Linked DNA regions of Mus musculus: all the other regions are linked to region 2. Evidence: chromatin contacts called from public ChIA-PET and promoter capture Hi-C data. All regions are on one chromosome and are shown on one strand. The core of a region is the stretch at or near the end of the contact, and the rest is flanking DNA. Distances in the headings are between cores, read along the strand shown.

The links. Promoter capture Hi-C pulls out the DNA fragments that hold promoters and counts their contacts. ChIA-PET counts read pairs in DNA pulled down with a chosen protein or histone mark.
Region 1: a promoter capture Hi-C map of erythroid cells shows a contact between it and region 2, with 11 times the contacts expected there. The contact joins the promoter of Zswim1 here to the promoter of Sys1 in region 2. A contact is called at or near these places in 2 of 39 promoter capture datasets (3T3-L1-derived adipocytes and erythroid cells).
Region 3: a contact with region 2 is called in an RNA polymerase II ChIA-PET map of memory CD8 T cells, with 21 read pairs. The contact joins the promoter of Acot8 here to the promoter of Sys1 in region 2. A contact is called at or near these places in 13 of 39 promoter capture datasets (the 3T3-L1 cell line, 3T3-L1-derived adipocytes, the C10 cell line and 9 more), 1 of 15 datasets of contacts at CTCF or cohesin (large pre-B cells), 2 of 484 Hi-C or Micro-C datasets (the HPC-7 cell line and pro-B cells), 4 of 115 datasets of contacts at active chromatin or transcription factors (bone marrow-derived macrophages, embryonic stem cells, extraembryonic endoderm stem cells and 1 more) and 2 of 9 other capture datasets (adipose tissue and pancreatic islet).
Region 4: a promoter capture Hi-C map of the 3T3-L1 cell line shows a contact between it and region 2, with 4 times the contacts expected there. The contact joins the enhancer-like site here to the promoter of Sys1 in region 2. A contact is called at or near these places in 9 of 39 promoter capture datasets (the 3T3-L1 cell line, the C10 cell line, cranial neural crest and 5 more), 2 of 15 datasets of contacts at CTCF or cohesin (both in the NIH/3T3 cell line), 3 of 484 Hi-C or Micro-C datasets (cortical neurons, forebrain and palatal mesenchyme), 11 of 115 datasets of contacts at active chromatin or transcription factors (astrocytes, bone marrow-derived macrophages, craniofacial prominence and 8 more) and 1 of 9 other capture datasets (liver).

Annotation. Positions count from the first base shown.
Region 1 is chr2:164,821,345-164,824,312 of GRCm38.p6, forward strand. It overlaps Zswim1 (zinc finger SWIM-type containing 1), which reads left to right and starts at 1,342. Exons shown (of 2, transcript NM_028028.2): 1 at 1,342-1,856. It overlaps Zswim3 (zinc finger SWIM-type containing 3), which reads left to right. Exons shown (of 2, transcript NM_178375.2): 2 at 1-783. The coding sequence ends at 345.
Region 2 is chr2:164,459,387-164,462,718 of GRCm38.p6, forward strand. Sys1 (SYS1 Golgi-localized integral membrane protein homolog (S. cerevisiae)) reads left to right here and starts at 1,585. Exons shown (of 4, transcript NM_025575.3): 1 at 1,585-1,734; 2 at 1,907-2,143. The coding sequence starts at 1,982.
Region 3 is chr2:164,803,399-164,806,359 of GRCm38.p6, forward strand. It overlaps Acot8 (acyl-CoA thioesterase 8), which reads right to left and starts at 1,483. Exons shown (of 6, transcript NM_133240.2): 1 at 1,292-1,483. The coding sequence starts at 1,419. It overlaps Zswim3 (zinc finger SWIM-type containing 3), which reads left to right and starts at 1,716. Exons shown (of 2, transcript NM_178375.2): 1 at 1,716-2,033. The coding sequence starts at 1,879.
Region 4 is chr2:164,114,483-164,117,528 of GRCm38.p6, forward strand. All of the region lies in intron 9 of Stk4 (serine/threonine kinase 4), which reads left to right. Among named protein-coding and RNA genes, the nearest start is that of Stk4, 42 kb to the left of the region's middle. Within about 2 kb of position 1,274, at least 16 of the 459 cell types and tissues checked have an H3K27ac peak or open chromatin away from gene starts, as enhancers often do. A contact at or near this core is called in embryonic limb bud, where this site is marked.

The sequences.
Region 1 (2,968 bases), core at 92-2,591, 360 kb after region 2:
CGGTGGCAGAAGAAATACCAGCACCTCCTTGACCCCAATGGGGAGCTGCAAGACCGTGGAATCATCCCAAACACAGATCAGCCTGAAAAGCAAGGTCAGAACCACATGATTCGGGACCTAAGCAGGGAGCTGGCAAACCTGCTGATGCAGACCGAGGGGCCAGAGCTGGAGGAGCGCTGCTCCACCCTGCGCAAGATTGTGGACATCTGGGCAGACCCCTATCAGCTGCCTGAGTCCAGTCAGCAGCCAGTTGACTTCAGAGACGTGGGCTGCCTCCCTTTCCTCTGGGGAAAGCTAGAGGAAGCAGACAGCCCCCCTCTTGCTGAAGCCATGGTTCATGATTGAAGTGTTTGTACTAGTGAACCCATCTCAGAACCACCTTGGGACAGTTCAAAGTGGTGGGTCAGACTGTAGGTCAGTATTTTTATCAGTGTCTTCCTAGGTAAGGGCTAAGAAGATCTTAAAACTCGGGGGAGAGGGACTCCACTGTGACAATCCTTTGACCCTGCCTCATTTCAGCCCTACCTTTGGCGTTCTGTAGACACCTTGTTCATTGTTCAAAGCCAAAGTTATTCCATATGAAAGGGCATGCTCCTTTCTTCCCAGCCTACACAGACGAACCCTTGCCCAGGTTAGGATAAACACAATGGGCCCGGAAAGGAGCTTTGTGTCCAGAGACAGAGGGGGAGGAGGGTAGCCCTTGATTGTCAACTGTTGCTGCTCTTTAGAAAATACCTGTTACGTATTTTTATTCACACTAATAAAGTCGGTTTTTGTTTTGTTTCACGTTTGTGTTTTTTGAGACGGGGCCTCATGTAGCCCAGACTAGCGGCCTCAAAACGTTGTCATTTTAAAGGAACCATGAATGTTGTCTAATGGGGTACTTGACATTCAGAGGGTTAGTAATGCACCCCCATACTCTGCCCTCTTCCTACCAACCTATCCTACAACACAGATGGTAGCTTGTCTTGTTCATTCTGTCCTGTCAGGGACCAGGAGGAAAGACCGACCTAAATCCTAGATTTTACTGCAAGCCACTTGCTGGGACGCTGTGGGCAAATTCCTAATTTAAACTTTTTAATTTTATTTTCGAGAGAAGCCTAGCCTGGAACTTGATGTAGACCAGGCTGGCTTCTGCTTCCCCAGTGCTAGGATTAAATACGTGTGACACCACACCCAGCTGTTTAAGACTTGGTCCTACTAGGTTGCCTGAGTTAGCTTCAAATTCTTGATCCTATCTCAGACCCTGAATAACCGGAATTACAAGCCTCAGTTTCTCCACAAGGCAAAGAATGCAGGATTACATTTGCACCTTTTTCCACCATTCTGTATCTACGGAGCTTGACAGCTCGATAGCCGACAAACTAAATGTTGTCCGTATAAAACACTGCTCTTTTTTATTTTTATTTTGGCCTTTAAAAGGTGCCGCCTTTCCAGCCCCCTAGACCGAAGGGAGGCTTCGCCCTCGGGCGGCCTGTTCCGGGCTTGAACATCCTTCCACAAGCTCTCATTGGTGATTTCTGGCCGAGCCTCTGTAACCCTGGCAACAGCCCCGTCCAGGAGCTGCCAGTCCAGGATTGGTCCGTAACTCCCAAGTTCCACAGCGAGCTCCTTTGGTCTGAGTCATTGTGAAGCTGGCGTGGTGATTGGCGAGGCTGGACGTCAGTCAGTCGGAGGCGGGCCCAGTGGGAGGAATGGCTGCCGCGTCTGCCGGTGCGCGAATGGTCTCGGCCGTGGAGGCGTGAAGCCGGGTCTCAGCGACTAGTGCATTCAGCTTCCACCAGTGGAAGGTGGATTTCGGCTCCGCTGGGCTTGAACACGAACCTCAGCCTTCCGCGTCCCCCACCGGTGTTCAGGTGAGGTCAGAGGCCGCCTTCCCTTCCTGATCCATAATTTGGGACTCTATAGGATGCCATCAGGATCTGGAGCCAAAGCTCGGCTTCCAGCTGTTGTAATGATGGACAGATAGCCTATGCTTTCTACCTCAGTCTTTCATGTGTCTTTGAACCTGAGTCTTTCATCGGCGAAATGGGGACAGTGAATGGAGCCAAATGGGAAACATTTGCATAAAGCATTACATCCAATCAGGATATGTGTAGGCGCAGGAGAGGTTACACACATGCTAGCCCCCTTAAAGTGAAAGGAATTGCCGGCCAGTGGTGGCGCATGCCTCTAATCCCAGCACTTGGGAGGCAGAGGCAGGCAGATTTTAGAGTTCGAGGTCCACAGAGTGAGTTCCTGGACAGCCAGGGCTATACAGAGAAACCGTCTCGAAAAAAGCCAAAAGAAAAAAATAAATAAAGTGAAAGGAATCAAGTTTCAGAGAAGGCAATTGGCTTGCTCAATATTTCACAGCAAATTTTGAGCAGTTTTTTTTTCCTGGTATATACCAGGACCAAAGAAAAAGTTGGTAAGAATTATAAGAATTTGTGAACAGAAAGGCCATGCAAATATTTAGAATGATTTTTAAAAAAGAATTAAATGTTGACACATGCCTTATTTGCAGCACTTGGAAGCTGAGGTGAGAGGATTGCTGTGGACAAGTCAGAGCTACACAGCAGAATCCTTCTGTAGAAAAAGAAGGTCCACATGCCATATGGGTTTTTTTGTTTTGTTTTTTGAGACAGAGGGGTACTCTGTGTAACAGCCCTGGCTCGCCTAGAACTCACAGAGATCAGCCTGCTTCTGCCTCCCAAGTGCTAGGATTGGCCATGTGTTTTCAATCCTCTATACTGCCAGTGAGCTATTATGATCTCCTATTGTCTAGAATGACCTTGAACTGACCCTGCTGCCTCCACCTCCCAGGTGCTGGGATTACAGGTGTTGGTGCCACACCCAATTCCCTAGTTCTTTTGTTTGGTTGGTTCGGGATTTTTGCATGCATGAGTGTGTGGTGGTTGTTAGGGGTTTTGTTTTTGTTTTTTGTTTTTTTAAGACAGGTTCTCTCTAAATTGCCTGTGCTGGTCTT
Region 2 (3,332 bases), core at 335-2,834:
TTTATGTTTTTAAGAGTGTTTGTTAGCTGGGCAGTGGTGGCGCATGCCTTTAATCCCGGCACTTGGGAGGCAGGGGCAGGTGGATTTCTGAGTTTGCGGCCAGCCTGGTCTACAGAGTGAGTTCCAGGACAGCCAGGGCTACACAGAGAAACCCTGTCTCCAAAAACAAGAACAAAAACAAAAGACAGTATGTTGCCCCTCTTCTCTGACCTTTAGTTTAAACATGTGTATAATGGGAGCAGAGGCCAAAAGAAAAAAAAAAAAGAGCCTGAAAACTCTGTACTAAAGAAAGAAAACACTGAGAATCTAAAATGAAAATAGTCATTTTTTAAAATGTATTATTTCCTTGGGAGTCCTTGGGAATTCCATGTGGGTCTGGAATATAGCAAGTTTCAGACCATCCAGGGCTACATAGTGAGACTGTAAGACCCCTGAAGCTGGGCCTCTGCTCAAGTCCCAGGATGAGTTGGCCAGCACCCCAGTGACCCGAGAGAAAACCACACCTGATGCAAACTGCAAGAGGTTTTATTATTAGGTAGCTGAGGATGAAGTCCCTCTGCTGTGCAGGGGCTGGGAGTTGACCCTGAGCGGTGACAGTAGGGGGCTTTTAACAGCTAGCTGGGGAATTGGGAGGAGTTGGGAGGAGAGTTCTTCTCTTCCGGGTGTCCTTGGTGAAATTTACAAGGCAGGAGTGGGGAGTGAGTTCTTTCTGAATTTTTATCTCCATGTCCTCGGCACAGGAAGGCAGGCATCTCTGGTTGTAAAGTATAGAAACAAAAAGGCTTTTTGCTGGCTATAGAGAACAAAGAGCTTCTTTCTGGCTGTATTTTAGAGATCGGGGGAAACAAGCTTGGGGAACGTCCAGGGGCTTTACCTTCCAGGGAGAAACGCTCTAAGTCGGGGTCCCACGAGACTCTGTCTTTAAAAAAAAAAAAAAAGAAAAGTTCCCTTTTGTTAAATTTAAATTGTTGCCGGGTGTGGTGGCGCATGCCTTTAATCCCAGAACTTGGGAGGCAGAGGCAGGCGGATTTCTGAGTTCGAGGCCAGCCTGGTCTACAGAGTGAGTTCCAGGACAGCCAGATCTACACAGAGAAACCCTGTCTCGAAAAAAAACAAAAAAAAATTTTTTTATATTGTTATCATTGTATTTCTATGAGTGTGATAGTCAGATGATAGCTTACAGGAGGCAGTCAGTTCTTTTCTTCCAACATGTGAGTTCAAGATATAAAATGGTCGTCAGTCTTGGCAGCAAGCATCTAGCCCTCTAACCATCTCACCATTCCTCAGTGAATGCTATTTTATTTTATTTTTTATTTTTTATTTATTTTATTTATTTTATTTTTAAAGTCTAGACCTTCCACCCCTTTCCCTCCTAGGAATGGACCTGCTGGATTTTAAAAATCTCCCTCTAGAGGGCGCGCAAGACCCACGGTTTTGTGCCTCATTTCCGTTTGCCTTCATCCTTCATCTTACGCATGTGCAGAGTTTATTTCCGGGCTGCTCGCAAGGGCCCCTTTGGATGGCGTGTAGGGTTCATCCACTGCGTCTGCGCAATGCCCCTCGGTTGCCGTCCCCGGAAGCTCTCCCTTCCCAGGAAGCCGTGGGCCGCAGCTATTCGGCCTCTCTAGGCCGGCGGGTCCTCCGCTCCATGGTCCTGTCTGTCAGCGCTGTGTCAGGAGGCCAGTGCCGAGGTCCGGTCGCGCTCCGACGCTTCGACCCTCGAGCCGGTCGCGGGTGAGTGAACCCGGGAGGAGCCCGGCGGTCGGAACGGGTGGGTCCGCCCGCCCCGCCTCTCCCACCCGGGAATGGGCTTGCTCCCGGGTCCCAGGCCCTCCTCCCTCCCTCCCGCGCCGTTACCAAGGCGACGGCCGGCCCGCCGGCTGCAGCTCCCTGTGTCTTCCCGCAGGTATCCCGGCGGCCGCGGGACGATGGCGTGGTGGCACTGACAGGCGCGGGCGGCTGCCGAGCCCCGCGGGCCGGCATGGCGGGCCAGTTCCGCAGCTACGTGTGGGACCCGTTGCTAATCCTGTCGCAGATCGTACTCATGCAGACCGTCTACTATGGCTCTCTGGGCCTGTGGCTGGCGCTGGTGGACGCGCTGGTGCGCAGCAGCCCGTCCCTGGACCAGATGTTCGACGCGGAGGTAAGCTTAGCGGAAAGGAGTGGGGTTTTGTGGTGGGGCACCGCCGAGCTCTAAATCCGGCTGGGCCAAGTTCTCATTTTGTGGACACTTTTTTTTTTTAAGAAGGGATTTCAGTGTGCGCTCCCCGCGCGACCCCGGTGCCCATCTGTAAAACGGAACGACGAGAACAGGGAAGGAGATAGAGTCTAGGAAGCAAAGTAGTGATCTACAAAGTTCACGCTCAGGAACTGCGCGTTCGAGATACAAACAAGCAAAATCTCATAGGGTTTTAAAGAACCTTACAGTGTTGTGTTGGCTGCCTATGCGCTTAGCCTCGTAGCCAGCTCCGCAGCTTGTGGCTAGAGGTTGAACACACATGGCAGATACTACAGTCAACAGACTTGTGTCCCGGGCAAACATGATGTCTCTTTCTTGAAACCCTCTAGAAAAATGACTTCCTTTCTCCCAGCTGAGCTTGTCAGGAGCCACAGTAAGAAGAGGGATAGACAAAAGGGCATCCGTAATGATGAAGTGGAAACTGTTAAGACTTGGTGTCAGATAGGTCCCTTTAAATTCCTCTCTGCCCTGTGACTTGGGCAAATGTTTCCTCTCCCGTCTGCAATATCACACTGTTGGTACGAGGTGGTGAACTGTTCAAAGAGCCTGCTGTGCTTAGGGTCCAATCTAGCTGAGAGAACTTGAAGAGTTGTTTTGCCTTTCCAATCCCTTTTATCCTCTGCAAAGTGAGCAGGATAATCCTGTCATGTTACCTATAGTAAAATGTTAAAAGGCCCAGAGGGGTTTAAGAATAAGAAAATGCTTCGTGCCGGGTGTGGTGGCACACGCCTTTAATCCCAGCACTCGGGAGGTAGAGGCAGGTGGATTTCTGAGTTTGAGGCCAGCCTTGTCTATACAAAAGTGAGTTCCAGGACAGCAAGGGTAACACAGAGAAACCCTGTCTCAAAAAAAAAAAAAAAAAAAAAACCAAAATGCTTTGTGAGGTATAGTGGAAGCCTAAGAGGTTGCTAAGAGGAGAGACAGTGATAGTTGATATGAACAAAGTTCTTGGTTCGGGAGACCTGGGATGGAGTCCTTGTGTTTGCTACTGTTGTTTGCATTGGCCTTTGGGTAACTAATTCTGTGGAAAGAGACACTAGGAGCTTTGTGAGATCATGGATGTCAAAGGCCTTTGCAAGCTGAAGTATGGCAC
Region 3 (2,961 bases), core at 233-2,732, 340 kb after region 2:
ACCCTGGGAGGTCTCAAGTCCACAGCTTCCCCGCCCCAAACCAGGGAAAGGGAGAGGCCAGAAGTTTGTTGAGGCCTTGAACAGACATGAGGAACTCCAAAAAAAACAGATCTGGGACTGGGTTGTGTGGATGAAGGCTTGCTGCTGGCACTCCTTAACCATGACAAGGCAGCTCTTCCAGGAACTAGTTTCAGAGCTAAAAGGACTTCAAGACTTCCCATATAACTCCCTTAAAAAAAAAAAAAAAAAAAAAAAAAAAAAAACAGTCTGAGGTTGTGAAACTGAATGCAGATTAATCTAGCCGAAATCAGAGGCGCTGCCGGCTACCTGCAGATTAATCTAGGTGAAAGGGCTTGCCCAGTGCTGGAGCCTGAACCCTGAGTCCTAGCACTCAACCCTGAGATTGTCAGTTTTTTCTTTACAGAACAATTTGAAAAGCGCTCCTGGCCCAAGACAGTAATTACCTAGCTGGAAGAACGATAGCTTCTGATAAAGTCGTAAGGGCTGCATGGGTCAGAACTGTCACTGAACAGGCATGGTGGTACACACCTTTGAGCCCAGGATTTGGGAGGCAGAGATACACTGGCCTCTGTGAGCTCAAGGCCAGCCAGGTCTACACAGAGTTCCAGGTTAGCCAGGGAGGGCTATACAGAAAGCCTGTCTCAAAACAAAACAAGACAACCAGCTAGACCTGGTGGTGAACTCCTGCCAGCGCTTAAGAGACAAATGAAGGTGGATCCCTGTGGGTTCCAAGCCAACTTGCTGTGTATATATATATACTCTCTCTCTCATTCTCTCCCTCTCCATTCATATATATATAGTGAATTCCAGGTCATCCAGGACTATATTTAGTGACATCTTGTCTCTAAACAAAACAAAAAAATTGTTACAAACCCACTTCAGTGAAAGATAAGTAATGACTTACCAGACATTAAGGGATGGCTTGAACAAACGAACACACACGCACACTCAGTCTACCAGATTAAGCTGCCTTGTGGGGTAGCGGAGTCTCTGTCCCCTCTCTCCCTCTCTCCCTCTCTCCCTCTCTCCCTCTCTCTCTCTCTCTCTCTCTCACACACACACACACACACACACACACCTTCCCCCCCCACCCCCCAGATCGCCTCCTGAAGAGGAAGCAAGGATGGATGCCAGGGACATGCCTTCTAACTGCAGCAGAGCTTGCATCCAACTCTTAACCCCAGAACTGAGGTTCACAGGGAGATGGCAGTAATCGCGACTCTATACTGAAAGAGGGGTGCGAGCCTAGTTCAGAGGCGCTACCGGCTACCTGTAGAGATCTTCATCTAGCGGCTCGAGGTTGAGCACGCTCGTGACCAGCACACTACGGAGGTCCCCGGAAAGGTCGCCGCGGTCGGCGTCGCCATGAGCATCTCCCAGACCCTCTGGCGCTGACATTTTCACTGCTGGCTGCGGTTGAGAGAAACGCGGAAACTTATATAGGCTCCCAGCGCTTCCGGAAGGTCGCTCCAGGGGCCGGAAATCCCAAGGGCTCCGGGGAGCGAGACGCAGATTGTGATTGGTCGATGTGCTTGTCAATTTCAGAGTGGGCGCGGCTAGCTCTATCTTAAGATTGGAGGATATTTGTGTCAGTTTTGGACATCCGCGTGTGATTGGGTGAATCAGCGAGGGGGCGGAGCCTTGGAGATGAATAATAAGGGATGAGCGTCTTTCCTCTTCTGTCACTGAGCAAAGTCGCCCCTAGGTTGCTGTTACCGGTCTCCTCCTGTTCTGGGCTCCTCCCAAGCGCCCTGTAAGCCACTCACTCGGGACCGCAGCTGGGCCCGTGCCAGCCGTTACCCAGTGACCTCTGACCCCTGCCGTGGTTCTAGGTTCTAGGAGGGCCAGTCCCCGGCCATGGAGCTAGGCAGCTGCTTTAAGACCTACGAGGACTTCAAGGAGTGTTTCAGCGCCTACAAAAAGGAGACCAGGTGCTCCTTCATTGTCAGGGACTGCATCTCCGTCCGCTTCCATAACCTCAACAACGGCACCTCTTTCCGCGAGGATATCCTGTAAGGGCGGGGCAGGAGGGTGGGGAGGAGGGCTGCCTGGAGGAGGAGGGCGTGCATGGAGGAGCCACGTTCCCCGTGCCTGCGGAAAAACGAGGGAAACCTCACCGGCGTGGCCTTTGCTACCCGCCGCGCTTGCTCCCACTCCTTCATTCACGAGCTTTCCTGGGAATTCGCAGTAACTGCATCTTGTTGTTTTTCCGTTTTATTTGTTTGTTGAGAGAATCTATCTCAAGCGCAAGGCTGGTTGAGGAGTGAATTGAAACGCCTTAGTAATAATTTCCTCCATTAGCCTCCTCTTTACAAAGCAGTAATGGTGCTCATTGGTTGGTTGGTTGGTTCTTTTCGGTGATTGATTTTGTAAATGATTCTTGAGCTCCAGATACAGCCGTTTTCAAACACCTTCCTTATCCAAGGTGGTGCTCCCTGAGTGCCTTTCTTACTCTGCAGGGCTGTGTGTCAGAATTATTGGTGGTAGCTCCCTGACTCATTTGACTTTAGGGGCTAAAAGCTGATGAAAACGCCAGGGCTTTTAGGGTTCAGGTGAAACAGCCTACTATAAATTTAGCTTTTAGTTTTTCTTTGAAAGAAAGAATAAGGGTGCAGGTTTAGAAGCCCAATGCGAAAAGGTTGAGGCCGGCGGGTCATGAGTTTGAGACAAATCAGTTTGGTTTAAAAAAAAAAATACAGGGAAAGGGGGTTGGTGGTGGAAGCCTTTAATCCCAGCACTCAGGAGGCAGAGGCAGGCAGATCTCTGTGAGTTCGACGCCAGTCTGGTCTACAGAGCAGCTTCCAGGACAGTCAGGGCTACACAGAGAAAACCTGTCTTGAAAAACCAAAGTGGGGAGTTGGGGGGCGGGAGGGAGAGACAGAGAGAAATGGGAAGCAGCCCCGCCCCTTCGTAAAAAGGAAGGTTTGTGTGCCCAGTCTT
Region 4 (3,046 bases), core at 24-2,523, 350 kb before region 2:
GGCTGCAGAGCCAAGTGTTTGCTCCCAGCTAGCTAAGCCCTTCTCCAGCACAGGGCTATCCTTTCTATAGCTCTTGTCAATCTTTTATTTTTTTAAATTTTTATAGATAATATTTTGAGCATATTCTTCCTCCTTCCCCAACTTAATGTTCTTTTGTTCTTTTATTTTCAAGATTATAATATTATTACATTCCTCCTTTTCCTTTCCTCCCTCCAAGCCCTCCCATAAGCCCTCCATGCTCCCTTCAGTTTCATGGTCTCTTTTCTCATGAATTGCCATTAAACATATATGTTCCTAAATATACAACCTGCTCCGCCTATATAATGCCACTCGTCTGTGTGCCGCAGGGATGACCCTTTGATACTGCATAGCCAGTTGTACTCTTCCCTGAGGAGACTGTTTCTCCCCTCTTAGGATCCCTGAGTTGCCGTCTATAGCTCTCTGTGTAGGGTTGAGGCCTTCTAGTTGAACACCTGTCCACTTTGGCACGTTTATTGGTTAAAGTTCTTAAAAACCTGCAGGTGTGACATGCCACAGACAGACGACACACACACACACCAGTCAATCATGGAGTCCATTTGGTGTTGGCCAACTACATATTGTGTAAGCAGCAAGCTGCCTAGAGAGTAATTGGTAGAGCCAGTGTCACTCCACTGAAGGAAACAGATTTTTCCCTTTCATAGCAACTATCAGTTGCCATGGCATCTAGGTTATCGGTGAGACGTTGTGCTGGTGTTTTGTGTGGTTTGAAGCCGTGAGGCCATGTGTGTGCTGTAATAGCCTATGCGAGTTCATCTGTCCATCAGCCCTGTTCTGTTGGAAGGTGCTTGTCCAGTCTGGGTTAATCACCATCTACTGCAAGAGGAAACCTCTCTGATAAGGCTGTGGGGTGCATTGGCCTCTACTCCCCTGCCTAAAGAGATGGAGGCTCACTCATCGTTCTTTTCCTTAGTCCTAGACTTTGCTGTTGCCCTTTTTTCAGTAGAGGAGGTTTGTTTGTTTGTTTTCTTTTCACACATTAGATCTGCTCTGGGAACGCTCATTGGTGTTAAGGTGCTGTGGCTTTGGTGTCCTCGAATCAAAACTGCTTGGCAGGATCTTTTTTAAAAACACAGTTCACGTTCAGAGCTCTCGTTGAGACTCCGCACTACAGACTGTTCATTTGTGCTTCAGGCCCATGGTTTCATACTTACTCCGCCAGTCCCGCTGACAGCCGTTGCACACTGTACAGTTGATTCAGCCACAGTGGGAGTGGCTGGCCCCACCACCTTACCCAGGGTGCATGATTGGGACTGAAGTTTTGCCAGTTAAAGTGTTAAGCAATGGTAGGTACCGCATATGGCTTTAATTTAAGTTTCTCTTCTAACTGAATGGAAGCCTTTCTCTTTACCTTTTTAAGAACCGTTGGGTAGTTTTGTGCGTGCTACCAATATTTATCTCACTGTTCCCCAGATTCACAAAGTATTCTTACAATCTTTAAAATGAAGTTCTTTAAAACATTTTATGGTATTTGTTGCAAACACTTCTCAGAATTTATTTTTTAGTTTGGCTTATAAAGTATGTGTCTTATACTATTTAATAATTTTAAAATCTGTGCTGCTCTTTCACACACGTGAAGTAGCTTCTCTCCATCTATCCGTCCGTCCATCCGTCCCTCCCTCCTTCCCTTCTTCCCTTCCTGTCTGTATGTCTGTCACCATTGGAAAGCCTTCCCCAGAACTGGGCTTTAAGTGTATTCTCACATTTTCCTCTAGAATTTACAGTTTCCGTTTTTGCAGTTGCTGTTTATCAGTTTGGAAATTCTTTGTTTTGGGTGTGAGGTACATATCCACTGTAATCTTTTCCCAAACAGCTATGTGGTAGTTTGAACTTGCTAGGTTTTCTGGTCTGCTCAGCTGCCCGGGGAACCTAGGGTGTTTTGTATAGTTACTGTGTTCTGTGCCTGCTCAGCAGGCTCCAGGCTGATTGACACTGGGTTCTGATACTCCGTGCTCACGGGTAGGATCAGGTGAGGGTCTGATGCTCCGTGCTCACGGGTAGGATCAGGTGAGGGTTGCTATGCAGCTGTTTCATGGCCTGTCCTTCCTCTTGACTTCCCAGACGAGGGAACTAAGCACAGAGCATGACTTCTTGTCTCCTTAGCAAGTCCCGTGTCACAGTTTTACAAGCTTGTTTTATTATTATAGTTCTTGTAGTACTTCGGTATGCAGTAATAGTGAAGCTTGAAAACTAACAAAGCAAACCTCAGAAGCACCTTGTATTTTCTGTAGAACACACAAAACAATAGTGCGTCGTGTCTTCCTTGTGTGAAATCCCCTGTGAGAAGGAAGCTGCAGCATAGCAGTGGTAGTACCTTGCAGTGGCAGACCTGGGATTGCCTGACATGGGTGATAGAGAAAGAACACGAATGTCTGAGGAGTCACTTAGCGGTTTGGAATACTTTTCTCCTGTGTATAGGAGTTTACAGAGCTCAGCTCATGCTGTAATATGGTATTATATCCCATAAAAGTCATTTGTAAATAATATTTTAAAATTATTTATGGGCCAGGTATGAAGCTACATGCCTTTAATCCAAGCTCTTGAAAGACAGAGGCAGGGGGATCTCTGAGTTTGCGGCCAGCCTAGTCTACGTAGTAAATTCCAGGCCAGCCAGATTTGCAAAGTGAGACCCTGACTCAAATAAGTAAATAAACAAATAAATACAAATGAAAAGAAATAGAAATTAGTTATATAAGGCTATGGGTGTATGTGTGTGTGTTATATAAAAGTTATATAAATGTATATATAAAAGTTACATAAAAAGAAAGTTATATAAGGCTAGAGTTCAGTGGGAGAATACTTGCCTGGTATGCACAGGGCTTTGCTTTTGATCCTTAGCAGCAGCAGAAAATTACATAATATTTCACAAGTGGAAGGATTGTCCTTAACTTGTGTGTGTGTATGTATGTATGCATGTGTGTGTGTGTGTGTGTGTGTGTGTGTGTGTGTATTTATATATAAATAATATTTCTCCTCCTTTCAGCTTACTGAGGAGCGGTTGCTCCCG